Linked DNA regions of Mus musculus: all the other regions are linked to region 4. A link is a contact called in public HiChIP or PLAC-seq and promoter capture Hi-C data. All regions are on one chromosome and are shown on one strand. The core of a region is the stretch at or near the end of the contact, and the rest is flanking DNA. Distances in the headings are between cores, read along the strand shown. Region 1 holds the start of Vgf (VGF nerve growth factor inducible). Region 2 holds the start of Sh2b2 (SH2B adaptor protein 2). Region 3 has its middle 13 kb from the start of Prkrip1. Region 4 holds the start of Cux1 (cut-like homeobox 1). Region 5 holds the start of Fis1 (fission, mitochondrial 1). Region 6 holds the start of Orai2 (ORAI calcium release-activated calcium modulator 2). Region 7 holds the start of 4933404O12Rik (RIKEN cDNA 4933404O12 gene).

Evidence for each region. Promoter capture Hi-C pulls out the DNA fragments that hold promoters and counts their contacts. HiChIP or PLAC-seq counts read pairs in DNA pulled down with a chosen protein or histone mark. Capture Hi-C pulls out chosen DNA fragments and counts their contacts.
Region 1: an HNF4G HiChIP or PLAC-seq map of pancreatic cancer cells shows a contact between it and region 4. The contact joins the promoter of Vgf here to the promoter of Cux1 in region 4. A contact is called at or near these places in 2 of 115 datasets of contacts at active chromatin or transcription factors (embryonic stem cells and pancreatic cancer cells).
Region 2: a contact with region 4 is called in an H3K4me3 HiChIP or PLAC-seq map of embryonic stem cells, with 30 read pairs. The contact joins the promoter of Sh2b2 here to the promoter of Cux1 in region 4. A contact is called at or near these places in 23 of 39 promoter capture datasets (the 3T3-L1 cell line, 3T3-L1-derived adipocytes, the C10 cell line and 13 more), 2 of 15 datasets of contacts at CTCF or cohesin (the NIH/3T3 cell line and pro-B cells), 12 of 484 Hi-C or Micro-C datasets (B cells, CD4 T cells, the P5424 cell line and 7 more), 30 of 115 datasets of contacts at active chromatin or transcription factors (the 230-238 cell line, DN3 thymocytes, the SCID.adh cell line and 20 more) and 4 of 9 other capture datasets (adipose tissue, liver, macrophages and 1 more).
Region 3: an H3K4me3 HiChIP or PLAC-seq map of bone marrow-derived macrophages shows a contact between it and region 4, with 4 times the contacts expected there. The contact joins the enhancer-like site here to the promoter of Cux1 in region 4. A contact is called at or near these places in 1 of 39 promoter capture datasets (the SN4741 cell line), 15 of 484 Hi-C or Micro-C datasets (B cells, CD8 T cells, the N1E-115 cell line and 11 more), 13 of 115 datasets of contacts at active chromatin or transcription factors (the 230-238 cell line, the SCID.adh cell line, astrocytes and 9 more) and 3 of 9 other capture datasets (adipose tissue, liver and pancreatic islet).
Region 5: a contact with region 4 is called in a promoter capture Hi-C map of pancreatic islet. The contact joins the promoter of Fis1 here to the promoter of Cux1 in region 4. A contact is called at or near these places in 1 of 39 promoter capture datasets (pre-B cells), 1 of 484 Hi-C or Micro-C datasets (erythroblasts) and 1 of 9 other capture datasets (pancreatic islet).
Region 6: a contact with region 4 is called in a promoter capture Hi-C map of pre-B cells. The contact joins the promoter of Orai2 here to the promoter of Cux1 in region 4. A contact is called at or near these places in 10 of 39 promoter capture datasets (the 3T3-L1 cell line, 3T3-L1-derived adipocytes, the SN4741 cell line and 6 more) and 3 of 115 datasets of contacts at active chromatin or transcription factors (the SCID.adh cell line, effector CD8 T cells and memory CD8 T cells).
Region 7: an H3K4me3 HiChIP or PLAC-seq map of embryonic stem cells shows a contact between it and region 4, with 11 read pairs. The contact joins the promoter of 4933404O12Rik here to the promoter of Cux1 in region 4. A contact is called at or near these places in 3 of 115 datasets of contacts at active chromatin or transcription factors (embryonic stem cells and pancreatic cancer cells).

What each region holds. Positions count from the first base shown.
Region 1 is chr5:137,027,611-137,031,606 of GRCm38.p6, reverse strand. It overlaps Vgf (VGF nerve growth factor inducible), which reads right to left and starts at 1,312. Exons shown (of 2, transcript NM_001039385.1): 1 at 1,146-1,312; 2 at 1-641. The coding sequence starts at 621.
Region 2 is chr5:136,243,630-136,247,924 of GRCm38.p6, reverse strand. Sh2b2 (SH2B adaptor protein 2) reads left to right here and starts at 2,985. Exons shown (of 9, transcript NM_018825.4): 1 at 2,985-3,296. It overlaps Gm30408 (a long non-coding RNA gene), which reads right to left and starts at 2,490. Exons shown (of 4, transcript XR_868600.2): 1 at 2,308-2,490.
Region 3 is chr5:136,209,865-136,213,614 of GRCm38.p6, reverse strand. It overlaps the pseudogene Gm5050. Among named protein-coding and RNA genes, the nearest start is that of Prkrip1, 13 kb to the right of the region's middle. Within about 2 kb of position 1,669, at least 39 of the 459 cell types and tissues checked have an H3K27ac peak or open chromatin away from gene starts, as enhancers often do. A contact at or near this core is called in bone marrow-derived macrophages, where this site is marked.
Region 4 is chr5:136,565,634-136,569,501 of GRCm38.p6, reverse strand. Cux1 (cut-like homeobox 1) reads left to right here and starts at 2,012. Exons shown (of 23, transcript NM_001291234.1): 1 at 2,012-2,324. The coding sequence starts at 2,262.
Region 5 is chr5:136,959,618-136,963,948 of GRCm38.p6, reverse strand. Fis1 (fission, mitochondrial 1) reads right to left here and starts at 1,872. Exons shown (of 5, transcript NM_025562.3): 1 at 1,721-1,872; 2 at 818-950. The coding sequence starts at 1,765.
Region 6 is chr5:136,168,799-136,172,615 of GRCm38.p6, reverse strand. It overlaps Orai2 (ORAI calcium release-activated calcium modulator 2), which reads left to right and starts at 1,960. Exons shown (of 3, transcript NM_178751.3): 1 at 1,960-2,078.
Region 7 is chr5:136,916,906-136,920,657 of GRCm38.p6, reverse strand. 4933404O12Rik (RIKEN cDNA 4933404O12 gene) reads right to left here and starts at 1,512. Exons shown (of 4, transcript NR_015555.1): 1 at 1,227-1,512.

The sequences.
Region 1 (3,996 bases), core at 63-2,562, 460 kb before region 4:
GCGCTCTGGCCCGGGGCTCTCCAGATTGACTCGGGTCAGCGTGTGCGTGCGGGTTTCAGTCTCTGCTGCCGCCGTCTCTTGTTGGCGCTTAGCATTGCTCGGACTGAAATCTCGAAGTTCTTGGAGCAAGGATGCTAGCGCCTCCAGCTCTTCTGAGCGGTCGTCCTCCTCGGGATCGCGGTCCTGAGTCTGAGGGCGAGGGGGGGCCACAGCGGGCGCTTGGATTTCTGGTGCCGGGAGGCTATGGGTCTGACTGCGCACGGACTCGGTCAGCAGAGCTTCTGCTGCTTCTTCGGGTGTTCCCTGCTGGGAACCTCCCGGGACCGACGGGGGCGAGGCCGGACGGTCCAGTGCCTGCAACAGTACCGAGGCCAGCGCCCGGGGATCCACGCCCTGGAAGAGCTCTCCCTGGTCCTGAGGCTCGGGATTCCGAGCAGCTCGGACCTCTGGTACGCCGTCATCCTTTGGCCGGGACACTGCGTCCTCAGCTACCTGCCCATTATGCTCAGAGCTGAGGGGAGGAGGAAAAACATCGGGGCGCCCGGGGGGCGCTGCTCCCAACCCCTGGATCAGTAGAAGGAAGCAGAAGAGGACGGATGCCGGCAACGTGAAGGTTTTCATGACCAACGGGCTGCCAGAGACTGAAAAATAGAAGAAATCAAAGAAATAGAGGATTTCTATAAGAACTCCCCGCTTTCTATTTCTGCTTTCCCTCCCCCCACCTTTAAGCAGGAAATCCGGGGTTTCCCTCATTTCTCTAACCTTACCCGAAAAGAAACGTTTAGCAGAGAACAAGAAAGATGTGGCGATCTCTGGGGTCGTGCAAATGGGCAGAGAACGCCCGCAATCCTCCTTCTGGGTACCCAGTACCTCCTGTCGCCCCCTTCCCTAAGTCATCTCTCAGCCAGCGCCCGCGTACTAAGCAGCAATGATAAGCGGGAGGGGGGATCTGTTCCCTCCCCACAGGACTCCCCGGATGGTGCGTGGGTGACTTCATCAGCGACAAAAAAGCAGAGACTCCCCTTTTACCAAAGACCCTTCCCGGGGGCACACCGCTATGCTCTCAATACCCCATATGGAAAGAAAATCCTCCCTTCACGCCCACGAGTGAAGAGGGTTGGAGGGATGGACAGCGGAGTATTTACCAGCCGGTGTCACGACGGCGGGAGGTGGAGAGGAGGGTCGGGGCAGGGGGAAAGTCGGGACCGGTCCGCCTTGGCTCTGTTCCGTGGCTGGAGTATGAGCGATGGTCGAGGGCTGGCGTCCTAGAAGCTGGGCTCAGCTGGGTCAGCAACAGCGCTCTCGCTCCGGCTTCAGCACGCTGGACAGCGCCCGCGCCGCCTCTGCCTTATAAAGGGGAGCGCGCGGGGTCACGTGGGATAGCCCCGCCCCATTGACGTCAATGTTCATTCATGGGGAAGCGGGCGGGTGTCTGGTGGACGGTGAAAGTCCAATGATTGGAGGATAAGCGTCGCTCCCGGCCTGCACCTGCGCAGTAGGGCCCTCGGCTAGAGGGGCGTGCGCTAGCCGAGCTCCGGGAAATGAATGAATGAATGAATGAATGAAATGTCGAGGCGGGCGGGGCAGGGGGCTATGAATGAATGAAGGAGGGACGAGGAGAAAAGGATGAATGAATGAATGTAAAAATGAATGGAAGGGTGGGTACAGAGGAACCAGAAGGCGGGAGGGTGGGTTACAAAGCACTTGCGGCGCGGAGCCTGCGTTGCTGAGCAGAATAGGAAGAGGGCACCGCCAGCATCTAATTGGGCGCCAGTAAAAGATCAGTACTGGATGGGGGGACGGTAAGGGTTTGAAAGGGGAAGGGGCCTGGCTCCCTACTCCGCCACAGTATGGTCTATAGGGAGCACGCCCAAGGACAACTTGAACCTGAGAGGAGGGGGTGGATTTGCGGTGCGGGATGCCCGCCCAGGGTCAGCGCAGATGGGTGGATCTTGCGGTTTGGGTAATCACCTTGGAAAGGGTCCTAGTCGAGAGAGAAAAGGGAAAGATTGACGATGTGTGTGCCTTTGGGTCGTGTCTGTTCAAACCAGTTCGTGTCTGAAGGGGTTGGGGAAAAAAAGGTGTGTCTGTCCTTCTGGCCAGCGGGCTCTGCTGTGGCTGTTAGGGGGTTCCTGTTGTGCCCCCTTTTAATCCAACTCTCCCACACCCTTCAGCCTGTCTCCCTCTCCCCCACAGCCCCCACCCAAGGACATTTGGAGGGCGAGAGCAGACCAGGTGGGGAGGGGGTTGAGCAGGTGGAGAGGGTGACTCAACTCCATTTCTCTCTACCGCTTAAAGGGGAGGTCTGAACGCGACCGGGGGGGGGGGGTGAATTGCAACGTCAGAGATGGACCCTCTCAGCCATCAGACCCTTCGACCGTATCTCCTGCCCAGAGGGGTTGGGGCTGGGGGCTTGGACAGTTAGAGGTTCCGGGAGTGGGGGGCGATGACGCAGAGATTGCGCAGAAAATCTATCAGCCAGCCGGGTCCAGTGAAGGGAGACCAGACGTGGGCGGGGGTGGGATGGGAGGACGGAAATGGGGAGGGGGTAGAGGAGAGGGAAAGGTGGCCCCGGGAGCTGCTACTGCAGGAATGAAGGGGAGGGAGGAAGGCTGGAGGGGGCTGCGGTGCAGGCGGAGAGCAGTGCGGGGGCGTGGGCAGGGAAAGGGGGGGGACAATGACACACACCAGACACACAAGGACTGCGGACACAGGGGTGCTTATAGGCACACGCAAAGCCCCCCCGCACCCTGACACTTTGGAAACCAGAATGGGGAGGGCATCTGGAGGGTCTCAGAACCTCTTTCAGAGTCAGCCCCCTCATACCATCCTGTTACTGACCCTCATTTTAAGCCCCTAGCTCGTGCACGCGCGAGGGCGCGCGCGCGGGCACACACACACACACACACACACACACACACACACTCACGTGCTTTCTCTCTATAACCAGCAGTGGCTTCTCCCTTCCATCAGTGGCTTGACTTTCCCAGAAGAAACCCCATCAGCTCTGCAGAGAAAAGGTGGGGTGAGAGAGGAAAGAGAAGAGAGATGGGGACAGGGGGATGGAAGGAAAAGAACCTGAAGCAGGTTGAAGAAGCAGGCTAAAGGAGAGAGAAAGAAAAATAAATAAACAAACTTGAGAACCAAGGTGACAGTGGATATTCCAAAGAATGGAGGGAGGGGTGCCTAAAGACACACCAACAACAACAACAACAACAAAAACAACAGCACAGCAGCATCTGACACCCCTCCACACACAACTGTGGCTAGACCCTCCTTCCCTTTTCCCTCCCCATCTTTCTTCATCTTCTCAGCCTGGTTCCCTGGAGCCGTGGGCTGGGGGGGGGGGGGTCACGTTATCCTCCTTATGGAAGGTGAATCAGAAAGCTGGTGGTTCAGAGAGGGGGAGGGGAAACCTTTAGAGAGAGAAGGGAGGGGGAGAGAGCTCGACAAAAGGACTGCCTGATGGGAGTGAGAATCTAAGTTTGAGTTCCAGGGAAAGGAGATGGACACACTAAAGGAACCCTATACCTGTGTGCTTGCATGCATACACAAGCACCCTCATGTTGCATATACGCGTGTGTGCTTCTCTGGACAGAGATTAAAAGGACCTAAAGCAGAGAAGAAAAGGAGAAGAAACAGGGAGAAGCACGTGAAGACTGGGTGGATATGGCCCCAGTTTAAATGGAGGGAGAGACTTCTCTTGCAGTTTGCCACTTGTGTGACTGTTGGCACATCAGTGAAATTCTAATCTCTTGGGATTGTAGACACATCTGTGATGTTTGGGGTCTTTGTATGCACTCAGATCTGGTGCCTGGCTTTGAGTGTGTGTGTGTGTGTGTGTGTGTGTGTGTGTGTGTGTGTGTGTGTGTGTGTGTGTGTCTTTGTGAATTCCTAGAGCTCCTTTACTGCCTATTGGAGTGTGTCCATGCCTATGTGGTGAACTTCTCTGCATTTTAACATTTTCTTGCATTTTAACATTTTCTTGCATTTTAA
Region 2 (4,295 bases), core at 1,736-4,235, 320 kb after region 4:
ACCAGAAATATATTCTTTATTCCCAAACAACCTGTTGGATCTCAGTATTACAGCCTGCCTAGAATCCCCCAGGGAGGGGCTGGGGGCGTGGCTCAGTGGTGGAGCCCCTGCCTAGAATCCCCCAGGGAGGGGCTGGGGGCGTGGTTCAGTGGTAGAGCCCCTGTTAGAATCCCCCAGGGAGGGGCTGGGGGTGTGTCTCAGTGGTAGAGCCCCTGCCTAGAATCCCCTAGTGAGGGGGCTGGGGGCGTGGCTCAGTGGTAGAGCCCCTGCCTAGAGTCCTCCAGGGAGGGGCTGGGGCGTAGCTCAGTGGTAGAGTGTTACCTAGCATGTACAAGACCCTGAGTAGAGTCCCCACCCCAAAAGATAAATAACACCTGATAGATAAAGATACATAGATTCCTAGCAGTCAGGATCATTACTTCAGTCTGAGCTACAACAGCAACACTGTCTCATAAAACCACACATGACAGAGTACTCATCAGTTAGTCAGACCAGCCATGGCTGAGGGCCTGACGTGTCCCAACAGGCTCATGTCACCTCCCTGTCAACTTCTGGGGAGTCTCTGCTTCTATTTCTTTGTGCCCCAGAGCTATGTATGAAGCGTGCATCTTTTTTTTTCTTGGGTCCCTGCTTGCCAAATGTACCAAAGCCATCACACTCCAGCAATCTGAGAACCAACTTTCCCCAGTCTGTCCCACTCACAAAGCAAGACTTACTGGGAGCTGGGCAATGGTGATGCACGCTTCTGATCCCAACACTCAGGGACCAGGAGCAGGTGGCTCTCTGTGAGTTCAAGACCAGCCTAGTTCTACTGAGTGAGTTCCAGGACAGCCAGGGCTACCCAAAAAAAAAAAAAAAAAAAAAAAAAAAATCCTGTCTTTGAAAAAGAAAGGCCGGGAGGGGAGTTCTGGAGAGATGGCTCAGTGGTTAAGAGCACTCACTGCTCTTCTGAAGGTCCTGAGTTCAATTCCCAGCACCCACACAGTAGTTGACACCTGTCTGATTCCATCTTGTGTGCAAGGTACTAATATACATAAAATATATTTTTTTAAAAAAAGACTCACTGGGCTATGTCCATGTCAGGTTTAATTCCAAGCTTTCTCTGATCTCTGCATCCAGGGAGGCCCCTCCTTCAGAGCCCACCATAAAAGCACCCCTTATCATCTGTCCTAGCTGATTTTCCTCCAAGGCCCCAAAGTCTTCTATCCTCAGGGAGCCCGGATGCACCTGTCACCCTTAAACCTCATTCCAATCTCCATGACAGCTGCTCTCAGCCAATCACTGCCACCCTCCTTCTATGTGTCCTGTCAGTTCCTCATGTGGGTTAGACTCACTCCTCACTTCCTCCTCTGAGAGATCAGAACCATTGTCTTATTCTGGGTTTCCCATCCCAGAATCCTCGCCAGTCACTGACAGCTCACCATTGAATTTAAGCCACAACTTAGATCCAGGTAAGTCCTCTTTCATGTCCCCAGCATCCCATCTCCCTAAGCAGTGGGGACAGTGGGTTCTATAGCCAGACCACCCAGGGGTTCAGTTTCTCTCTCACCCCTATACTACCCTTCCTGACTGGGAACCTCCTGGTTCACAGCCACATGAGTTCAATCAATGGCTGGATTCCAGCCTAAACTTTCATTAAGTGTTTGCTGGCCAGGTCTAGAGACAGGGCAGCTGCTGGTCCCTGTGTGGCTGAGAAGAAACAGGTACCCAGGCAGGCCTCAACAGAGGTCTGGCTGGTTTCGGTGGCCCCCAGCAAGTTCCCATGTGCTCAGCACACCCCATCTCTCCAATGTCAGCCCAGTTCCCCCAGCCCCATGCCACCCCTGCTGCTTCCTGGAAAATAATCAGTGAATCTGATTTCCTGTGAGTGAAAGGACTTTACAAAGGTCAGAGGCCACCCCGTGTGGGAGGAGGGCAGCAGATGGAGGCACTCCAGGCAGATCACAGCCTGAGGTCAACACAGACAGAAGTCTCCCTGAAATGGGGAGCAAGGAGGAGAGGAGAGCAGGCCCAAGGGACCATATCCACTGCAGAAGCCACAGGCCTCACCTCTGAGCATCCCCTCACACACCTGTGGGGTTTTGTCGTTTTTTTCGTTTTTTGGCTTTTTGAGACAGTATGTACCCTAGGCTGGTCTCAAACTATTGCTTCCCTCCTCCGTCCGAAGCGCGTTGGGATTATGGGCATGTGTCAACCCCATCTGACTCCTCCCCGCGCCTCTAGTCACCAGGTTATTCCATCTCCTCTGGTCTCTTTACCCCTCGGGATGCCCTAGAGCGCCACCAGAGAAGTCAGGCCAGGCAATACCTAGTTCTGGTTCTGTCGCCAACCCAGAGTGAGGACTTCGCAGAATCCTGGACGACCTCAGACACCTCTCCTGGTGGGACCAGAGTAAAGCTGAGTGGGGAGGACCTGTGTGTAGGAGCTCTTCCCCAGATCCGAAATCCTGGGCGGTTTCCCGCACCCCGAGGGCAGGAGGAAGACAGGGGGCGTGGCTCTGGGCTCCTGGATGTTGAGAACCAGACAGACATTTCCTTGGTTGCGACATCTGGACCTCCTCGAGGCTTCCATTGTCCTCTGGCGGAGGGTCGGCCTACAGCGCCCGCCCCTGTCTGACTCTCAGTAACCCAGAGACATTTATAGGGTGTCCACGCCCGGGGTGACCCATCACGTAGAACATCCTCCAATCCTGCCCTTGGGGGCCACCACCCTGGGCTTCGGGAGACGCTCCCACACGAGAGGGATTCCTTCGACTGGCAACGAGACCTGGGCACCCGGGTCTTTCTGCTCAGCCACTGTCCGGAGGAAGACAGAGCGGTTAGCCGGCGCCACTGGGGCTCCGGAGAGAGAGCCGGGGTTGGGGGTTGGGGAAGGACTTGGGAGCGTGGCTAGTGGCTCGCGCCGCGTGGGCGGGGGGTGCGGCAAAGGAGGGGCCTGAAGCGGGGGGGCGTGTTGGGGCGGGGCTAGTGGTGGGGCGGGGCCCAGAGGCGCGCGCTGCTCAGGCAAGGAGGAGGGCCAGGGGCGCGCGGCGCGCGAGTCTGGGATCGGAGCGCGCGGAGCTCGGGAGCCTGAAGAGGGAGAGAACCTCAAGGGGGCCGCACCAGGACCGCCAAGACCGCCTCGCAAGCTGCAGGCCAGGGAAGCGGGAGCCACCCCCGCTGCCGCCGCCACCGGCCACCAAGGGCGGAGCTACGGCCCGGAGGGCCATGCGCCACCGGGTCCGGGGATCCCAGCCGCGGTCCGGGCAGCGCTCCTCCGGCGCCCCAGCCCGCGCGGCCGAAGCTGCGCGCCTGTAGGTACGGCCTGCTTGTTCTCAGCTCCCTGTCCCCACGGTCCTTTACTCTACCCGGTGCCCAGCTGTCCCCGAGGGTGTGTGTGTGTGTGTGTGTGTGTGTGTGTGTGTGTGTGTGTGTGATGAGGTGTGTGGTGTGTGCTCACCGCCTCCCCGGGAAGCGCGGTCGCACGCGCCCGGGTCCGAGCGTGTCTTTGTGTGCACCGGTGGGAGGGAGGAGGACGCGCGACAGAGGGGGATGAACCCCTCTGGGATCGGATCCTAGACCCACTGCCCAGGAGAAGTGGAGAGTAACGGGAAGCTGAGGTGGGAGAAAGAAGCCACCTCTGGAGCAGCTGAGCCCCTTTCCCCTCATCAGACCCTGGCTGGTTGGAGGGGCGAGCGCAGCTGGTCCTCTACAGGAAGGGATCCGATGCTGGGGGGAGGGGACGTTCAGGTCTCTTCCAGGGTCTGGGAGGAGGTGGGTCAACACAGCATGAGGGTGATGGCTACACGCTGGGGTCTCGCTGGGCCACAGTGACCCCGTGGGGACACTCTCTTTCCGGCCCAGGCCCTCTTTCCCACGGCCACTATTCGTGACCCGCCCACTCTGGAGCTCCGGAGCAGCCCCGGGTTTGAGAGGAGGATCGCCGAGGGTGACAGGCCGGCGCCTTTAAGAAGGGGCGGGTTAGTGCCCTCCATTCAGCCCCTTCGGCCTAGGCCATTGATGAACCTGTGAGCTGCGCGTGTAGGAAACGCGCCAGGGCTGCGGGCCGGAGCCAGGCAGAGGCTGGGACGCGCCAGGGCTTTCCTACCCTTCCACCCTCGCATAGAGTCCCTCAGTGGAGTCTTTGAGGTCAGAAGTCTGCAGTGATCGGACAGTCGCAGGGTATCCCCCAAAGAGGCTGTGAACGTGGGTAAACCAGAGTCTAGTTCACCAGAGGTGATGTAGGGGGTGGGGCTGTCAGACCAGTGTTGAGCTTCATCTCTGCCCCTTTGTGGAATTTTTAAAAATTTTTGCTTG
Region 3 (3,750 bases), core at 420-2,919, 360 kb after region 4:
CCCTGGATATAGCATGTATTTCCTATACACTTTCACGTAGGATAAAATTCAACTTATAAATCATGAGCAATGAGGGCTGATGACATGGTTCAATGGGTAAAGGTGCTTGGTGCCAAATCTGTTGACCTGAGTTCTAACCCTGGGACCTACATAATGGAAGGGGAGGACTGACTCCTATTGTCTTGTGTCCTCCACAGATTTCCTGTGGCACAAGGGCACCCCTCTCCTGCGCACACACACACACACACACACACACAGAGTAAGTAAATTAAACATAATAAAACTTTAATCACGCACAATGAGAGATTAACAGTAATTAATAATAAAATAGAATATAGCATATTATTATAATAAAATCTCTCTCTTTCTCTTTCTGTTTTTCAAAAACAGTTTCTCTGAGTAGCCCTGGTGACCTGGAACTCACTCTGTAGACCAGGCCAGCCTTAAGCCCATAGAGATCTACCTGCCTCTACCTTGTTACTGCTGGGACTAAAGGCGTGCGCCACCACACCGGGCTACAGGTTCTTTTTTTATGATTTCATTTAATTTATGTGTGTGTGTGTATACGTGGATCGGTGTGCGTATGTCAGTGTCCAAAAGTGTCTGCAGATGACAACAGAGGCCAGAAGAGAATGACACGACAGATCCCTTGGAGCTAGAGTTACAGGAATTTCTGAGTCATCGGACGTGGACGGGAGGATCTGAACTCAGATTCTCATGCAGGAGCTGCAAGAGATCATAGCCCTGAGCCAACTCTGTGGTCCCTACTGCACAGTTTTTTGTGACGAAGGAACCTAGGAACCATTCATACGTACTGCAGCCCCAGCTACTTTGGGAAGGCTGAGGCAGGAAATCCCAGCACTTAGAGGCAGGAAATCCCAGCACTTAGAGGTAGTTGAGAGAAGTTCAAGGTCATCCAGTTACACAGGGAATTTGAGGCCAGCCTGGACTTGAGAAAAACCTCTCTCAAGCAAAAAACCAAAAAGCTAGCTAAGAACAAAGATAAGGAAGACAATAACTATTTTTCATCAACTATTTTGCAATCGAGAAGATGGTGGAAAATGCACACACTGGCTCATTCAGCCTTCAGAAGGCTCAAGTTCCAGGCTAACTTAAGATATACATCAAGATCTTGTCTCAGAGCAGGCAGGTAGGGAAATAGAGGGAAATACTTTATAACGAGAAGTTCCAGAGCCAAGTCAACAAGCACAGGGCTTACCAAGAAAGGAACCAGGCTGGTCTGGTATCCTAGCATCCACACAGTTTGCTTCAAGTACATAAAAGAGTGAAAAAAGGCAAAGGCTAGGCTCAACAGTATAGCACCTGCCTAGAATCCCCCAGTGAGGGCTGGGGGTGTGGCTCAGTGGTAGAGCCCCTGCCTAGAATCCCTCAGTGAGGGGCTGGGGGCGTGGCTCAGTGGTAGAGCCCCTGCCTAGAATCCCCCAGTGAGGAGCTGGGGGCGTGGCTCAGTGGTAGAGCCCCTGCCTAGAATCCCTCAGTGAGGGGCTGGGGTGTGGCTCAGTGGTAGAGCCCCTGTCTAGAATCCCCCGGGGAGGGGCTGGGATATAGCTCAGCTTTAAGAGCCCTTGCCTATCAAGTACAAGGCATTGGGCTCCGTCTCCATTACCACACAACTGATGAACACTGGAGAAGAGGAAGGAGGGCTGTGGTTAGGCTGAACTACTTCCATGTGGCAAGCAGAGCTTCTGCACTGTGATGGAGAGCTAGCCACACTCTTGCAGTCAAGGAAGAAGACTGCTATATGTCTTCAGTCTGAAAAAGCTAAGGTCCTCTCTCTCCAGCAGCCGAGCAAGATGCCCAAAGGGAAGAAGGCCAAGGGTGGCCCCGGCCCCCGCCATCGTCAAGAAGCAGGAAGCCAAGAAGGTGGTCAACCCTCTGTTCGAGAAGAGGCTCAAGAACTTCAGCATTGGACAGGACATCCAGCCCAAAAGAGATCTAACACGCTTCGTCAAATGGCCCCGCTACATCAGGCTGCAGCAGCAAAGAGCCATCCTCTACAAGCGGCTCAAAGTCCCACCTGCCATTAACCAGTTCACCCAGGTGCTGGACAGGCAGACAGCTACTCAGCTGCTTAAGCTTGCCCACAAGCACAGGCCAGAGACAAAGCAAGAGAAGAAGCAAAGGCTACTGGCCCGTGCTGAGAAGAAAGCTGATGCAAAGGCGACATCCCAACTAAGAGACCACCTGTCCTCCGAGCAGGAGTCAATACAGTCACCACCTTGGTAGAGAACAAGAAGGCTCAGCTGGTGGTGACTGCCCATGATGTAGACCCCATTGAGCTGGTGGTTTTCCTACCTGCCCCGTGTCGAAAGATGGAGGTGCCCTACTGCATCATCAAGGGAAAGGCCAGTCTGGGGCACCTAGTCCACAGGAAGACATGCACCACTGTTGCCTTCACACAGGTTAACTCGGAAGACAAAGGTGCTCTGGCTAAGCTGGTGGAAGCTATTAGGACCAATTATAATGACAGATATGACGAGATCCATCGCCACTGGGAAGGCAACGTCCTGGGTCCTAAGTCTGTGGCTCGCATTGCCAAGCTGGAAAAAGCAAAGGTTAAAGAACTTGCCACTAAGTTGGGTTAAATATACACTTAAGTTTTCTGTACCTAAATATAATTACAAAATTAAAAAAAAAAAAAAGCTAAGGTCACCTGTGAATTCAGGATACAAAGAGCTGCACTGAAACGGCCATCCTGAGGATTCCCACTGGGTCCCATCACGAGAAGTTCCTCAGAGAGATCTAGTATGGCATCCCTGAAGGATAGGGAAACTCCTGGCAAGTGAGGGAGTCAGCTCTAGTATGTGAGGGGCCAAGGAAGGTTCCATCTTACACCTCCTCCTGCAACTTCCCTCCTGCCCCTGCTGCAGTCGGTGGAGATGCTGGGAAAGAGGGGAAGTGTAAAGTCTTCACCCCTGAAAGGGAAACGGTTCCCCATGCACCCTGCCCAGCATACAAGTCTCTGCACTGCCCTTGCAGGTGGACGTTAATCATGGAGACCTGAGGCTAGGCAGAGTGCTCTGGCTTTTCTGGAGAGCAGAAAACCTCTGAGCATCCTCCTCTCTTCCAGGAAAGCTGAGAAGAGGCAGGGTCCCATTCCTCTCTCTCATTCTGAGGCAGGGCCTCCTGTAGCCTAAGTTGATCTTGAACTCACTATGTGTGTGAGGATGACCTCGAACTTCAAATGCTTCTGCCTCTACCTCCCCAGTGCTGGGTTACTGCTGTGGCTACCCCCACCCCCAGTTCTCCATCTTCCTCCTGACCGGTCCTGCTGCAGATCTTCCTTCTGCCCTTATGTAAATAACAAACAGCCTGAATCTAAAAAGAGCTGTTTATTTCACCATCAGCCAAATCTGTGGGTTTTGCTGGACACTCTTGGCTGACTCTGAGTCTCAAGTGCATCTGAGGGTTGGGTGTGGTGGTGCACCTATGTAACCCTAGCACTTAGGAGGCTGGGGCAACAGGGTCATGGGTTCCAGACCAGCCTGAGCTACATTAAATACAAAATGACGGAGGACACAAATTCCCCATCTGTTGTGACATGGTGTCTGCCCTGGGGCACCGTCAACATGAAGGCCATCATCAGATGTCTCTAGACCTCTCAACTCCCCAACTATGAACCATGAAGTTTCCTCCCTCCTGCCTGTACCCACCATTCCCTCTCTCTTTCTTTTTGATATAGTGCAGTAATTGTCAATTTGTGGGTCACAACCCCTTTGGGGATTGCAT
Region 4 (3,868 bases), core at 763-3,262:
TCAGAACTCTGAATTCCAACCAGATGTCTTTCCCCACTATTACACAGGTCATATATATTTCAGTTTTTAAAGTTCAAACCCAGGGGATCGACAGCATAATTAGATTGAGAACATCTGTGGTAAATCCATACCATTTCTCCGATCGTTCCCCACGAGAGGAAATTTGCTTGTTTTAATGCTCCTGCCCATTTTGTCTAGCCACCTTTAGGTCAAATTTTGCCGTTCTTGCTGGCCACCGCACAAACGTAGATGGCCTTTAAAATGCAAGATAGGGAGAAACGGGTAAGCTCTAGGAAGCTTTAGGTGGCAAAGGAATTGCTTCCCGCCTGGATCTCGGTCAGGGTGTGGCCAAGTACGAGGAGCTGGGGTGGGCACGAGCATTGGGGCAGTGGTGTGTGTGTGTGTGTGTGTGTGTGTGGGGGGGGGGGGTACCCTGAGGACCCGAGTGTCGGGGAGCCGCTGCCCTCTACTGGGCGGTGCGAATGGAGCTGCAGCACGGGCGCCCGCGCGTTCCGGCTCCGGCGCCTGACTCCCTTGCAGCTCGCGGTCACCCGAGGTCCGCAGTGTCCCGCCTGGCGCCGCGTCACGGCATCCAGACTTGAGGTTGGCTCTGCGCCTCCTGACGCCCGCGCGCTCCCACGCACCTGCTTCGGGTGGCTTCTGCCCCTCAAAGGCTGCGACTTGGGAGTGCAGCCCGGTCCCGACCGCTGCATGGACACAGAGGCTTTTGGGTGCAGTTGCAAGACCCGGGAACACTTGTATTCTTTAAATCTCGGGGGGACTTTCATTTCCAACCTCGTTCTCCAAAAATATCGATCTCACCGCAACCGAATAACGCTAAGCCCTCAAACTTGGCTCAGAGAGCAATTATTTTCTACTGTCATGTTTGGTGTTCCATACAGACGTTATTTACATATAATTTTCAAGATTAAGGAATTTAGGGATTTGTCTTAACTAATTACACGTTCACCGAAGTGCAGCAAAGTGAAAACACTGTGTTCCTACTGTAAACGCAAACTCTCTGGTGTGAATAAATCCATTAAAGATGACGATCCTGAAACGCGTGCTTTGGGTCTAGAAGGAAATGTAAAGAGAACTTCCTTCCCCCCACTCCCGGTTTAAATGTGAGCGTTTTTGTTTTTTTTTTTTTTTCTTCTTCAAAACTTAGGAACGAGCGCTCAGTTTCAAGTGCACTGCACGCTCTCAAACTTTCTGCCTGCAAAGACGGAGGCGCGGAGTTGTGTGAACCCCAGAGGAAGTTTCTGGGGTTGTGTCGCAGAAGCATGGTTGGGACAGAGTTGTGCTCCAAGACTTGCCCCAGTCCTGGCGGACGCTGGAGCGGCTCTGAAGGGTGGGGAGGCCGTCGCCACTCGCTGATGTGTCCCGGTGCAAGTTGGGGATTGCAACGGAATGTGTAGGACGTGAATGGGAGTCGCGGCGGCAGCAGCCGCAGGCTCCAAGGCTTGGTGGTCAACCCCCTCCGCCCCCTTTACCACGACACAATTGCACTTCCTTGAATATGAAACACTGTTCACGACCGCTGTGGTCTGGAGGTCCCCCAGCTGGAGCGCATAGGGGAGCGGAGTGAGGTCACCCGCAGCCCCGGCGCGCGGGCTGGCCGGTGGGGTCCCGACCGCCGGCTGTGCAGGTGGGCTCCGCTCGCTCCACCGCGCGCACCGTGCGAAAGAGCGCAGCGCCCGCGCCCCGCTGCCGCAGCGCAGCCCACTGTCCTCAGGCGCGCAGAGCGAGGGGCACCTTATCCTAAAGCGCTGGCCACCGGCGACCGCGACCTTCCCGGGGGCGGGGGTGTTGGGGAGGGAGGGCGCCCTTTAGGTGAGCTGCGGGGTCCGGAGGAGACCCCGCAGCGCCCCCTCGAGGCCGGGCCGCCGTAGGGTCGCAGCGCGGCCTGGGAGGGGGGCTTGTGGCGGGGCGCGCGGGAAAAAGGGTGAGGGGTCGCGAGGGCCCCGGATGCCCGCGCTCGGGCTGTGGAGAGAGAGCGCGGCGCGCGCGCGTCAAGGCTGCCGCCGCCGCCGCCGCCGCGTTTCCCTCAGGCTTCGGACTCCATGGCTGAGGCGGTGGCGGCGGCGGCGGCGGCAGCGGCGGCGGCGCCGTGAGGAGGAAGGAGTCCGCGTCCGCGGTGGCTGAGGCGGCGGCCGGCTCCAGGCCGGGTTTTGGCGCCCGCCCGCCTGCTGCCTCCTGGCGGCTCCTGAACTCCAGCCCCCTCTCTATCAGCCTCTCACTCCGTCTCAATATGTCTCAAGATGGCGGCCAATGTGGGATCGATGTTTCAATATTGGAAGCGCTTTGATTTACAGCAGCTGCAGGTCAGGCTTCTCGGCGCTCGGCCTCGCGCCCGGGGGGTGAGGGCTGCGGGCGGTCGCGGCCTCCCTCAGGAAGGAGGGTGACACTCCGGGCTGCCAGGGCCCTGGCGGGGGTGCTGAGGCGACGGGGGAAAGCAGGAGGGGGGTGCCGGGAGAAGAGCGGGGCCGAGTCGGCGGCGAGTCCCTCGGGCTCCCCGGCTCTCATTGATCACTCGGCTTGATCAGAAATTGATCCTCTTTGTTCAATTCATCGATCAGCCCAAGATGGCGCCGGAGCCGCCAGCCGCCACCAACATCTTTGCCCCCCGGTGTCTGCCCCCTTCAACCCCGGAGGGTGTCTTCCTCCCCACCATCATCGCCATCATCATCCTCATCGTCCTCTCCGCCGCCGCCGCCTACCCCGCGCGCTGTCGTTGTCGCGGGACCCTGGTGGAGAGGAGGGGGGAGCGGCGGTCCCCCCCCCCCACGGGGGCTCAGTGGGAACTCGCGCGCGCTAAAGAGGGGGACGCGCCACGGGGTGGCTCTGGAGGGGTGGCAGGGCTGCAAAGAAGGGGAGCTGCGGGACGCTAGTCCCCCTCGCGCCAGTCACGTCCTTCCTTCCCCCCGGCTCAGCCCCGTCGTATTCCCGGGGAAAGTTTGTGGGGAGTTGCTGGTGGGGGGTGAAGCGCCTGTCTCTCTCTCTCTCTCTCTTTCCTCTGTCTCCTGGAGGAGAGAGTCGCGGACCGCCGCCGCCGCCGCCGCCACTGCCCCGCCGGCGCGGCGGAGCTGGAGCTGGTGGCGCTGTGGTGCCGCCGGCTCCGGGGGAGGGTCAGATCGGCCACCGGCGGCTGGCGGCGGTGGCGGCGACGGCCAGGCTGGCGGGTGGCCCCTTGTCGTGAAGACGGCGGGTGGCTTGGAGCTCCTGGCTGCTCCTTGATCGTTCCCCTTGGGCCCAGCTGCCACCATTCCTCTTTCCACTACTCCCGTAAGGGATTGTCAACCGGTGTCGCCCCGGCCAGGGCACCGGCTACCCGGTGTGGCGGGTCCCTCCCCCACCCCGTTTGTTTACGTCCCGGGGCCAACCCGCAAGCCCCGCGCTCTTTTGTGTGTCTTCTGCGTGAAAGTGACTGCGGAGCTGGATCTGTCCCCCTTTTTTGCGCCCGGGGACTTCCCCGGGAAGGGGTTGTGGGGGAAGCTTTGGAAGGGAAAAACTTGGCTTGCGGGGGGACACCGGTGGGTCGCGCAGAGTGCGGGATCGGCCCGGGAGAAGGGAAAAGGTGCGGGAGAAAGGCTGCAACTTTCCACCGAGCGCAGGCCGCTGCGTGACCCGGTCTCGGAGCGCTTTTCCTCCGGGGTCACCGATCGGTGCAGCCAGACTTAGCTGCGTGTCTCAGGGACTTCCAGGGCTCCCCCCTCGGTGACCGATAGCTTGCATCACTCCAGCCCCTCACTCTTTTTCGCGAGGGGTGTGTTCTGTCCTCTCTGCAAAGGGGCCCCAGGAGTTATGGAGCGCGCGTCAGGTCCGCTCCGAGCTGCCTTCTCCAGCCCGGTTCTCGAAAGCAAAGCCC
Region 5 (4,331 bases), core at 623-3,122, 390 kb before region 4:
TAAAATTAAACGGTGTTTGCATAGAATGCACCTATAGTCCCCAAAGATGCAGTGTTCTTTGAGTCAGGGAGCTCATGTAGCCCAGGCTGACCTCAAATTTGGTCAGGATGTGCTGACTCTGGCCTTGAACTTCTGACCTTCCTGCCTCTATCTCCACAGTCAATGTTCGACTACTGAACTATGTTCCTGTGTCTTCACCTTTGTAGTGCTGGGGTCACACAGCCTTGATACCACTAGCCCCTCAGATATTCTAAATCTCTAGAATTTTCCAAATGACTGTTATCCAATACAACGTAAACACTATATTAACGGCAATTAGTAACTATACCAGAAGTGTTTTGTGTACACTGTGTGTGTGCACATGGAAGCATGGAGGTCAGAGGACGGCCAGTGCTTTCACACTCCACAGCATCCCCTAAAGAAAGGGTCTCCAACTGAACCTGGGCTAAGATGGCAACAAGCCATCTCTAGCTGATTCCAGCTTACTCTCTATACAGACTCGGATGGCCACACTCAGCTGCTGCTGTGGGTGCTGGGGATTTGAACCCAGGTCTTCATGCCTGGACAGGATGCACTGAGTCTCCCCAGCCTGAGAGCATTTTTTCCTACAGCATTTTCCATCTGAATGACTGTTCAGATGCTGGGGACGTAGAGAATCAATCTAGCCCTTTCTCCAAGTGAAGTTACTGGTGGTTACTGAATGACAAATGTGCTGTAAGGTGAGGGTTCTGTGTTGGAAAGGGTCCTGGAGGGGTGAGGTCAAGCACAGTAGAGGTCAGGCTGGCTGGCGGCTGGAAAGTGGGGCCCAGCGCCTTACCCTCCAGCAGCACGATGCCTCTGCGGATGTCCTCATTGTATTTGCTTCGAACCAGGCACCAGGCATATTCAAATTGCGTGCTCTTGGACACAGAACCAGCTGCCTGCTCAGACTGAAATTTCCTTTCAAAATTCTGTCATTAGAGAGAAGAGTGACCATTTAGCAACAAAGAGCAGCAATCATTCTCCAGCTAACTTGATGTCTGAATCCCAGTTAGATCATATTTTCCTCCCTGCCGCCTTTCCCTTGTAGATCTTGGTACCCCGAAGCTTCTGTCATCTCCACCCCTGGGTCCCATGCTGTGTCCTCCCCTTCGGAAGGTCCGTGAACCCAGCCCCTAGTGGTACCAAGAGGAGATGCCACCTGGTGGCAGCTGGAGGCACTGCTCCCAAACCAGCTGACCCCAAGTGTCTGAAGAGTAAACATACTGTCCCAGAGCTAAACGACCTCCTACATGGCCTTTCCCTTGAGGCCGCTGGTCCCGTCCCACCCTACTCTTTTGGGCCTGGATCTGCCTTACTTTAATTCTAGGAGAGGAAAGAAAACACAGCTACAAGGATGCGGTGAAAATAGCACCGTGAGGAACTAAACACTAGCGAAAATTTACACCAGTGACTATACTACTCCATCCCTGCACACGAGTACCCCAAATTCCCAGCTCTGCATCACACTAAGACCCCAGGCCTAGGTCTGAGTTGCTGAAACCCGGGAAGCTACAATTCCCGTCAGGCCTAGGGACACGAAGCCGATTCCCACAAGAAGCAGGATGCCGCAGAGGCTGCTGGGAGCCGTAGTTCAGCTTGCCAAGAAAGACGAAACCGGCACTGGTTAGCCTCAGTCAGCTCTCCTCAGGAACTGCCCTTTCCAATTCTGCCCTTCTCCTTCCTCCGTCCCAGACCTTACCTTCAGATCCTCCACAGACACCAGCTCGTTCAGCACGGCCTCCATGGCCGCCGCCCCTGAAAGCCTCACACTAAGGTCTCTACTGGGCCACAGTCTCCATGGTCCAGTAGCAGGGGCGGAGAGGCACTTCCGGCATCGACCTGTGGAGGCCCCGCCCCTTCCTCCTTTGCCTTGGGGCGGGCGGGGGCACTAGTGCCTACGCTGGGATACTTTGCTCTCTTTGGACTCCCCTGATGTCCTAGATCCTCCCTGCATCACATTATCCTAGGAACCAGTGTAAGAACCCCTCACTCTAGGACCCTGGATTATCTTCAATGTTTGCAATAAAATCCTAATGAGTACCAGGGGCCGGAGGGTCTCAGTGTAGTCTCTCACAAAGAGATGCTCAGTCTCTCATAAAGCAAGAGGAATTGGTAGCTATACCCTCTCCATGCTCCACGCACTCCCCCACCTCCCCCCTCCGAAAACTTGGGTCACATGACCATAGTGGACAGCCATTCTTAATAGGATTCTGAAGAAAACCCAGGAAACACAGTCCAGGGTTAAAGGCCCATGGATGGCTCTCATGTTCTGTTGCCAGACCCCACATAGCTCACAACTGCCTGGGTTCCAGCTATAAGGGGAAAACTTGGGTCACATGATCCGCCTGCCTCTGCCTCCTGATTGCTGGGATTAAAGGCACACACCACCACCCAGCTCAGCCTGCTCTCTTATAGAACCCAGGACCATTAGCCCAGGGATGGTACCACCCACAATGGACTGGGTCCTCCCCCAGTTATGTAAATGCCTTGGAGCCAGATCTCATGGAGGCATTTTTCTCAATTGAGGGGCCCTCCTTTGAGAGAGCTCTAGTTTGGGTGTCAAGCTGACAGAGGACTAGCCAGCACACTCGCTGTCCCTTGCCCTATGATTCTGAAACCTCCAGTAATCACAGGCACTCTGCATGTGCCTGCCGTCTTTGCTATTCAGAACATCTATCTTCTAGCCCTGCCGTTGCTTATTGGTTGATTCATTCATTTTTGATTGAGCATTTCCTAAGTGTCGGTCACTATTTAAGTACAGGGATTGGCACTGAGAAAAAGAAAACTCCTATCCTTATGCATCTAATGTGGGGAGGGGGAATGGTCATGCAGGCTTTCATCCTAGCGCTTGGGAGGTGGAGGCAGGAAGAGGAGGAAGTTTAAGATCATCCTTGGCTTAGCAAGTTGGAGTCCAGCCTGGGGTAGGAACTCTTCTTGGGAGCCAGACAATCCAAGGCTTTCTCAGAGGCCTGGGTGAAAGGGCAAAAGGAATGTCAGCTCTGTGTCACTGTCCACAGGCAGACTTGGCAAGGTCTGAGGCTGGGGCCTGGGCCTCACAGGAGTGAGGGTTGCAGTTTGTCGGGATCCTACTCTCTTCCTGGCCTATGGCTATTCGTCCTTAGATAGACGTGTATGTCTGAGGTATCCTGTGTTCTCGTTGCCAACGTTGTCTAATTTAGCTACTTTGGGCCATTCTCCCCCTACAAATAGCACATAAGATGCTGTATTTTGGGCTGGAGAGATGGCTCAGCGGTTAAGAGCATTGACTGCTCTTACAGGGGTCCTGAGTTCAATTCCCAGCAACCACATGGTGGCTCACAACCATCTGTAATGGGATCCGATGCCCTCTTCTGGTGAGTCTGAAGACAGTGACAGTATACTTATACTTACATGCATAAAATAAATAAACAAATCTTTAAAAATAAATAAACAAACAAATGAACCAACAAAAACCCTGATCCCTTAAGATGATACACCTTAGACCTCAGAAGAGCGTGTTGGATCCCCCCACCCCACCCCACCCCCGCCCTGGAGCTGGAGTTACAGGTAGTCATGAGCTACCTGACATGGTGTTTTAGGGTTTCTATTACCACGGAGAGACATCATGATCCTGGCAACTCTTTGCTTGTTTGTTTGTTTGCCCTTCCAGAAGCCCTGGGCTCAGTTCCCAGTTCTGTCAGGTGGTTCACCACCTCCCAGAACTCCAGTGTTGGGGATCGGGTGCCTTTGGCCTCTGTGGGCACCTGACATGTACACAGAAGCACATACATTTGTACATACAAAGTAGATCTTTTTAAAAATGAAAAGCAAACAAAACCGCAAACATTGTGGCAAAGTGACAGATATATAAAATTTGGCCTCTGACCCACGGTCCCCAGGATCCCTGTTTTTTTTTTTTTTAATTTTTAATTTATTTATTATATGTAAGTACACTGTACGTGTCTTCAGACACTCCAGAAGAGGGAGTCAGATCTCGTTACAGATGGTTGTGAGCCACCATGTGGTTGCTGGGATTTGAACTCCAGACCTTCGGAAGAGCAATTGGGTGCTCTTACCCGCTGAGCCATCTCACCAGCCCGGTTTTGGTTTTTTTAACACGGGGTTTTCACTATGTAGCCCTGGCTGAAATGGCCTCTGTGGCTCAGAATAACTTTAAACTCATACAAATCAACTGCTTCTGCCTCCAAATGCTGGAATTAAAGGTGTGAGCTACCACACCCAGTTAGGATCCCTGACGGAGGTCGCAGGGGCGCTGTAGTTCTGAATGCCTTGCATCTTCCTGAGGAATGGGAGCGACTTAATTCTCACTA
Region 6 (3,817 bases), core at 711-3,210, 400 kb after region 4:
CAGGTGTTTTGTTACACTACAGAAGTCTGAGCAATGTGTCAGGGTATTTGGTATTCAGTTTTTACAGTGGACTGTGGTAGAGGAACGTACTAGGTAGGCCATGCATGAATAGCTAAGGGGACAGAGTGAGGAGCCAGTGGGCTGGACAAGCTGACCACACAAACTGTGAGAGCGTGCTAGATAGTAAGGTTTGGGTGTCATAGAAAAGCAAGGAACGAGGCTCCTGTGTGAGTAGGCTATGCACATTCATTATGTGTATTCAAGAACTGATGTTCAAGGACAGGCTCCTCGAGCTTCTAGGAAAATCAAAAAACCGACCAGCAAGATGGCTCAGTAGCTAAAAAGCGCTCACTGCCAAGCCTGACAGGCTGAGTTCCAGCCACTTGGTAGGAGAGAACCAACTGCCACAAGTTGTCCTCTGACCTCCACACATGTATTGTGGTGCACACCACCACCCCACTAAATAAATAAAATGTAGTTAATTTTTTTTTTTTTTAAGTAAAGGAAGTAACTTGCCAAGACCAACCAACTTCAGGCAGACAGCCCAGACAGCAATGCAGTGCCCTCAGGAGAGACTGCTCTGGACCTGAACCTTCTGGGTAACCCCTAGTCAGCTCCCTGGGATCCTAAGAGGGGGCAGGGGTTGTGGATCCTCCAACCTCCGACCCTCCTTCCAACAGGACAGATACCATGGCTTCCTCCCTTCTAAGGAGGAAGTGAGTCAAACAACAGTAAGGGCTGTTGCCTGTGTTTGGTTAGCAAAGCGGCTCCTAGGCAGACTGGTAATTACAGTTGGCATTTCATTTTTGCCCAGGCATGCCAGATAATTGTGCTGGCGGTGGAGGAACCTCAGTGCCTGGCGCTGGAAAGTCCTACTCCAAAGCTAAGCTTCCTAATAACCGCAAGAAGCAAAAACCCCTTGTTGAAAGAGTGTCATCCATGATGCAATGGCTGGAGTTTACCAAGTGTCTCCTTCCTGTTTTCGTTTACTCAAACTTCAGCTCTGCAGGCGCCAGGCAGTTGCCTTGAGAGTGCGTGGCTCCCGCAGGTTCAGACCCTCTTATGTAGGCACACGTGGAGCCTTATGATGGCCCACGCTGTCAGGAGGGGTCAGCGCCAGGAGGGAGGAGTTGCTTTCACCTATCCTAAGTGAATTGACTTGGCAACCCAAGCGGAAACTGCTAACAGTCACATCTATACACTCCCAGTTGTCAGGAAATTTGGATACGAGTGGAATTTTTCCTTCCTTTGGGTTAATGTGTCACAGTCTGATGCTTTTGCGACAGATGGAAAAATCCTATATAGAGCGTGCAAGCAGAAGCGTACCGGGCAAATAGGGAGCACTCTGAGGGGCCACGAGGCACCCACTGGGGCGCTGAGCGTATACTTAGTGTATACTTCCTGCAGAGCCGTTCCTGTTTGAGTTTCTCAGTTGTAAAACCTCAGTGTTCGCCAGGGCATGCCTCGCCGCAGCGTCCAAACGACCCTTCTCTGCCATCCATGAGGTGCCCAGAGCTCAGCAATGAGAACATGTCCCTTGCATTGTTTGGTTCTCACAGCCTTGCTGGAACCAAGAGCCACCTACCTGCGTGACCACAGTAGAATGGTGTCACTGCACAAGCTGAGAAAACCAGGATATAGCCAGGCTGAGCCTTTCTTGCACGCCTCTACCCACTCTGCAACACTCACACCCTGTCCCCACCTCTCTATGCTGCCCACGACAGATGCTGGGTATCCCCTAGTGTCACTCGCTAGGAGCAGCGCTCTCCCACGCCTGGACCCACCCACCTGGGTCCCACGAGGATGATAGCACTTTGTGAAGTGAAGACCCCTAGATCTTGTAGGAGGGGTCGGTCCCCAACCAGCTATTCAGGTCACGTGGTCCGCGGCAGGGCCCCACGGATGGGTCACGTGACGGCGGCGCAGTGTTGCCTAGGCAGCGGCTGCGGGCGGAAAGAGGGAGGGGGCCGGTCCTCCGCCCTGGCCCGGCCGCCGGGCCACCCGGCCGCGACACAGACGCTAGCCACGAGCCGGAGCCGTGAGCTGGAGCCAAGCGCGCTGAGGGCTGGACAGTCAGGGTGAGTGCTCGGCCGCGGGTGGGCCCGTCCATCCTTGTCTGGGGGGGGGGGGTGTCTGAAGGGGAACAGGAGAGGGTCCCCTCCTAGCTAAGGGGCGCGGGGAAATTGGATCAGGGACACTGGACAGGAGGAGATGGAGCTTCTCCCTGGGCAGGCATGGCGTGGAGAGGAAGGGACAGGCTGATGAGAGGCAGAGGGATGGCCTGGTGACCCCAATCCCTTGACTTCCTTGGTAGAGTGCAGTGTCAGAAGACTTGGATCGCGCGGGGCTGCCAGCTGATTCTCGGGTCCTGCAGTCGCAGGGACTTCCCTAGAGTATAGGACAGGGATGCAGGTGGCTGCTTTTGGCAGGCCACTGCCACCTCTCAGGCGCGTGGGTGACAAGACACAGTTCCCGTGCCCCAGATGTTTAGAGGAAGTTAAAACAGGCAGACTCCATAACCTGCTGCCTGAGACAGTTTCAAACAAACCTGGCAAGAGAAATGCTCGTCTAACAGCCTTGCCGTGGGTTGGCTTTTTTTTTTTTTTTTTAATTTTTTTTGTCAGACCTAATCTTTCTGCTGCTCCTCATTTTAATAATAATAATAATTTTTTTTTTAAAAAAAAGGTTCAGTCTGCCTAGCAATCTTAGAGTTGGTGGGTGCTATCTGACAGACTTATGGGCTCCATCTTGTCTCACCGCCCCCTCTGGCCTGAGCTTGGAATTTGTAGGCCAGACTCTGCTTCTCCCCATGGGGCAAGGGTTGGACCAAGATAGGCCCTCTGAGTATAAGGAATGGACTTGTGACAGAAGCTGGTGATGCCTGCCATCCTGGCACGCAGGAGATTAGGTGAGACAGTCCCAAGTTCCAAGCCACCCTGGGCTACACAGCAAGACCCTGTCTCAAAACAAACCCAAAAATAGAAAGGGGATCAGCGGGAGCTGTGGATGGAACCCCTAGAAAATCTGCCTAGCGTGCAGGAACCCTGGGTTCTAACCCCAGCACCATGCAAAGCAGGTGTGTGATCTCAGCCCTTGCAGCATCCAGAGTTCAAAGCTATGCTTGGTTATATTTTTGGTTGGAGGCTGACCTGGCCTACATAAGGCCCTATCTAAAATAGAAGGAAGGGCCGGGCGTGGTGGCGCACACCTTTAATCCCAGCACTTGGGAGGCAGAGGCAGGCAGATTTCTGAGTTCGAGGCCAGCCTGGTCTACAAAGTGAGTTCCAGAACAGCCAGGGCTACACAGAGAAACCCTGTCTCAAAAAAACAAAACCAAACAACTAAAATAGAAGGAAGGAAGGAAGGAAGGAAGGAAGGAAGGAAGGAAGGAGCTGGGTGGTAATGACAACTTGTAGGTAGTGTGGATGGATGGATGGATCTCTGAGTTTGGGATCACTCTGGTCACAGAACAAGTTCTAGGACAGGCAGAGCTCGGAAAAATGAAAAAAAAAAGAAAGAAAAGTAAAAAGAAAGAGATAAGAAATAAAGAAGAAAGGAAAGAAAGAAAGAAAAGGAAAGAGAATGAATTTGAGCCTCCTGGACTAATACAGGGGAAGGGTGTCTCATCTCCTTATAGGACCTGCAGGCCCAACACGATTGAGCGGGAGGCAGACAGCTCTCCACACCCACCCTAACCACTCGGAGCTATTTGCATATCCTCACTCAGCTGCACACTCGGACTGGAACGCAGGGGCTTGCCTCATTGCGGTCCCCCAGAAAATCCATCTTCTTCACATCATGAATCCTTTCCTTCCTT
Region 7 (3,752 bases), core at 263-2,762, 350 kb before region 4:
TTTTTAGTGATGGAAGGGGACAAGGTTTCACTATGTAGCCCTGCCTGGTCTGCATCTTGTTATGTAGATCAGGCTAGCCTCAAATTAGTCTTGACTTCCCCGTCTCTACCTTGTGAGCACTGGAATCGCACGCATGTGCAACCAGCCTGGCTATTTATTTATTTTTAATCATGATTTCCCTAAAGTCTGTAATCCCAGGACTGGGGGAAGCTGAGGCAGGAGGATGACTATAAGTTCCAAGCCAGCCTAGGGTTACATATACAGACCTTATTTCAAACAAAACCAAGATAGGTGGTGAGATAGCTCAGCAGGTAAATGTGATCACTCACTGCATCACATGAGTGCAATCCCCCAGACCCACGTGGCAAAAGGAAAGGATCAATTTCTGAACCCAGAAAGTTTTCTGACCACTACATGCCCTCCCCCTAAATACATACGGCAACAACCAAAACAAACATCAGACTAAAAACAAACAAAACAGAAAACAACAAAATCCCCCCAAAACAAAACAAAAACCAACCAATCAAACAAAAGCACCCGCCAGCCTTGTCATTTACTGGAGTATCAACGCGTTTGCTCTTAGGAAGCAGTGAAGCTTCCGAGGGCAAACACTGCTAGGTACTGCAGATCTGTGTCTGTCGGCCCCAGCTAGACCATGGATGAGGGGTACCTTATCGACTCTAACCCCAGCTCCCTCTTCTTTAATAGTGGAGGGCTGTGGCTGTGGCAGCACCCATCACTACTTATTGTGTGTGGTGTATGCATGCTGACATATGCTTGAGAGCTCGTGTGCAACTGCAGGGGCCACAGGAAGTTATTACTCCCAGCTTCATTCCCCAGAGCCAGGGTCCGTCTCTGAACTTGAAGGTAGACTAGGCTGGCGGCTAGGGTCTCTGATCCCACATGTTGGTTGTGTCCCTGTCTCCCTGCTGGGGATTCGAGCGGTTTCTCAAGGTTGCAAAAGCTCTCTTACCCCTGTGTCATCTCCCCAGCCCATGGACAGCACCTAATTGCTCCGATCACCAGGATCCATTCTGCTATTCCGGACAACGTGAAGGAACTAGACGGTTAACCCAGAGTCACATCACCGGGGGGGGGGGGGGGGGGGTTTCAGGACTGGAGAGGTGGCCTGCGCCCCCACCCACCCCCACCCCCCGGCTCAGGGCTGGGCTTCCCGCGCATCCAGTCCCAGGTCTTGTCCTGATTTCCCGGCTGAAAATCCTCACCGTGGAAGGCTGAACCGAGCCGCGAACACATGAGGAGCCCCGGTTCCCGCCTCAGACCTGCAACTAACGACAGCTTGCTCGCGCCTAACTACATTTCCCAGAGTTTTCAGCGGCAAGCCGTTAGCGGGGCTCGCGACAGAAAATTCATTGGCGCCGAGGTGGTGGTGGCCGGTGACCAGCAAGGTGAATACGCAGATCTGTCGCTAACCCTCACACCTTTCACCCTGTCTACGCGCTCGCCACCACCTGATGCTCACTTCTGGTGTGGGAGGAGGCAGAGCAAGACAAGCCGTTGCCTGGAAAGGAACCAGAACTACAACTCCCAGAATGCTTCGGCATGGACAGCCTCCTGCTTCTCCGAGTAGCCCTAGAAACCGTTGTAGTTGCCACAGAGACTATTCTCAGATTATTTGGGCTCTGCAAGCCAGCGAGCGAAGGAGCAGAAGCCAGATTAGGGGAACGATAAAGGACAAAAGACGATATTTGACTTAAACAATGCTGACGAATACATTGCCATTTTTTCTTCCCACGGATGATCAGGGCCAGAGCAAAGGGCGAACAGCCTTCTAGGAAATGCAGAGAAGCTGCCACAGGAGCTATGGGAAACGTAGTCCATTGATTACTAGCCACGCCTTTAAGGAGAATTCAAACACAGTATTTGCCTTATAAGTACTTAAATAGTATTTAGAAAGTCCCTTTTTTATATTTACCCTCGGAGCCGTTTCAGACACTGCATATCCTAAGTGGAGCTTGTACCTGGCTAGCCTGTCTTCAGCCATCTTCCTTTAAGGTTTGTTGTACACAAAAGTAGACCAAAGGAACCTGTGGCTATTACGATTAATACATACTTCATAAATGTGATGGTTTGTATATTCTTGGGCCAGGGAGTGGCACCATTTGGAGGTGTGACCTGGTTGGAGTAGGTGTGCCTCTGTGGGTGTGAGTTTAAGATTCTCACCCTAGTTGCCTAGGAGTCAGTCTTCCACTAGCCGCCTTTGGATGAAGACATAGAACTCTCAGCTCCTCCTGCACCATGCCTGCCTGGATACTGCCATGCTCCCACCTTGATAATGGACTGAACCTCTGAACCTGTAAGCCAGCCCCAATTAAATGTTTTTATAAGACTTGCCTTGGTCATGGTGTCTGTTCACAGCAGTAAAACCATAACTAAGACAATAACCTATACGGTAGGAAGAAATCTTGAAAACTACTAACGGCTTGTTCTGAGTTAACCTTCAAACTAAATGTTCACTCCAGGACACAATAGGAATGAAAGGCCTGGGTATGAATCTTTCTCTTGCTACACACTGAGAGACGGTAACTAAGGAGACTGGGATCCCAAGAGACAGTGCCAACCACCTGACCAGAGGGTTTGGATAACGATGGCCTTTGTTCTATAATCTGACCAAAACTCTGATAAGACTATAGATGTAGAAGACGGAGCTCATTTTGATTTTCACAGGCTGAGTATCTGGAATCCTGAAGTGGACCTGGGCCACACTGAGGCTTTGGAAACAAGAGGCATGCTTTCAAAGGCTGTATAAAGAGCAACAGAGAGGCCTGCAGCTCTGTGGGTAGACACCTGGCTAACAGGAAGCCCATCTGGCTCCCATCTGTAGCATCACATAAACTGGGCATGGGTAATGGCGGCCTGTGAGAGTGAAGGCAGAAGGATCAGGGATTCAAGGTTATTGTGGGAAGCCACATGTGCCGTTGCAGGGTGGCGCTGGCTTCCGCTGGCCACCATGCATACATAGGCAGTAAAGTTCTTTTGCCAAGATGAGGTTTTGAGAATTAACCAAAATTAACCAATCAGATGAGAGAGGTTAACCAATCAGATGTAGGCATGCAAATGAGGTGGTAAACATAACCCAAGCACAACCAATCCGGGTGTGAGACACGCCTCTCCTAGGCCTATATAAGCAGCACCAGTTCTGGGCTTGGGATCTTTTTGCCTCTGCAATCAAGCTCTCCCAATAAACGTGGGCAGAAGGATCCTGTTGCAGCGTCGTTCTTGCTGGTAAGACGGGTGCGCGCAAGAGGTTATCCTCTGATACATAGGGAATTTGAGATCAGCTTGGGCTACACAGGACTTGATAAACAAATAAATCCAAAAGCTTGAATTGGAATGAACTGAGACAGAGCAGAATGGAGAAGGGGTGTTTTTCAGTTCAGCCAGCGGCTTTTCCTTTTGCAGTGGGAGCAGTTGGCTGTACCTGCAGCAGGAAAAATGACTCCCATCTTAACACATGGAGAGTATTTCACTGATACAGCAAAGACACATCAAAACCACAGATTATTCTTCATATTAAAGGCAAGAATGCCTTCCCTCATTTAGTGTGTGTGTGTCTGTCTGTCTGTCTAGCTGTTGAATTCAGGACCTCCTTCATGTTAGGCAAGCACTTTACAGCCGAACCATTTGTCCCTATCCCCACACTGGAGGATTCTAGGCAAGCACTCTATACTGAGCTACATTGTTAGCCTTATTTTTGAGACACTATCTCACTAAGTTGTCCAGACTGGCTT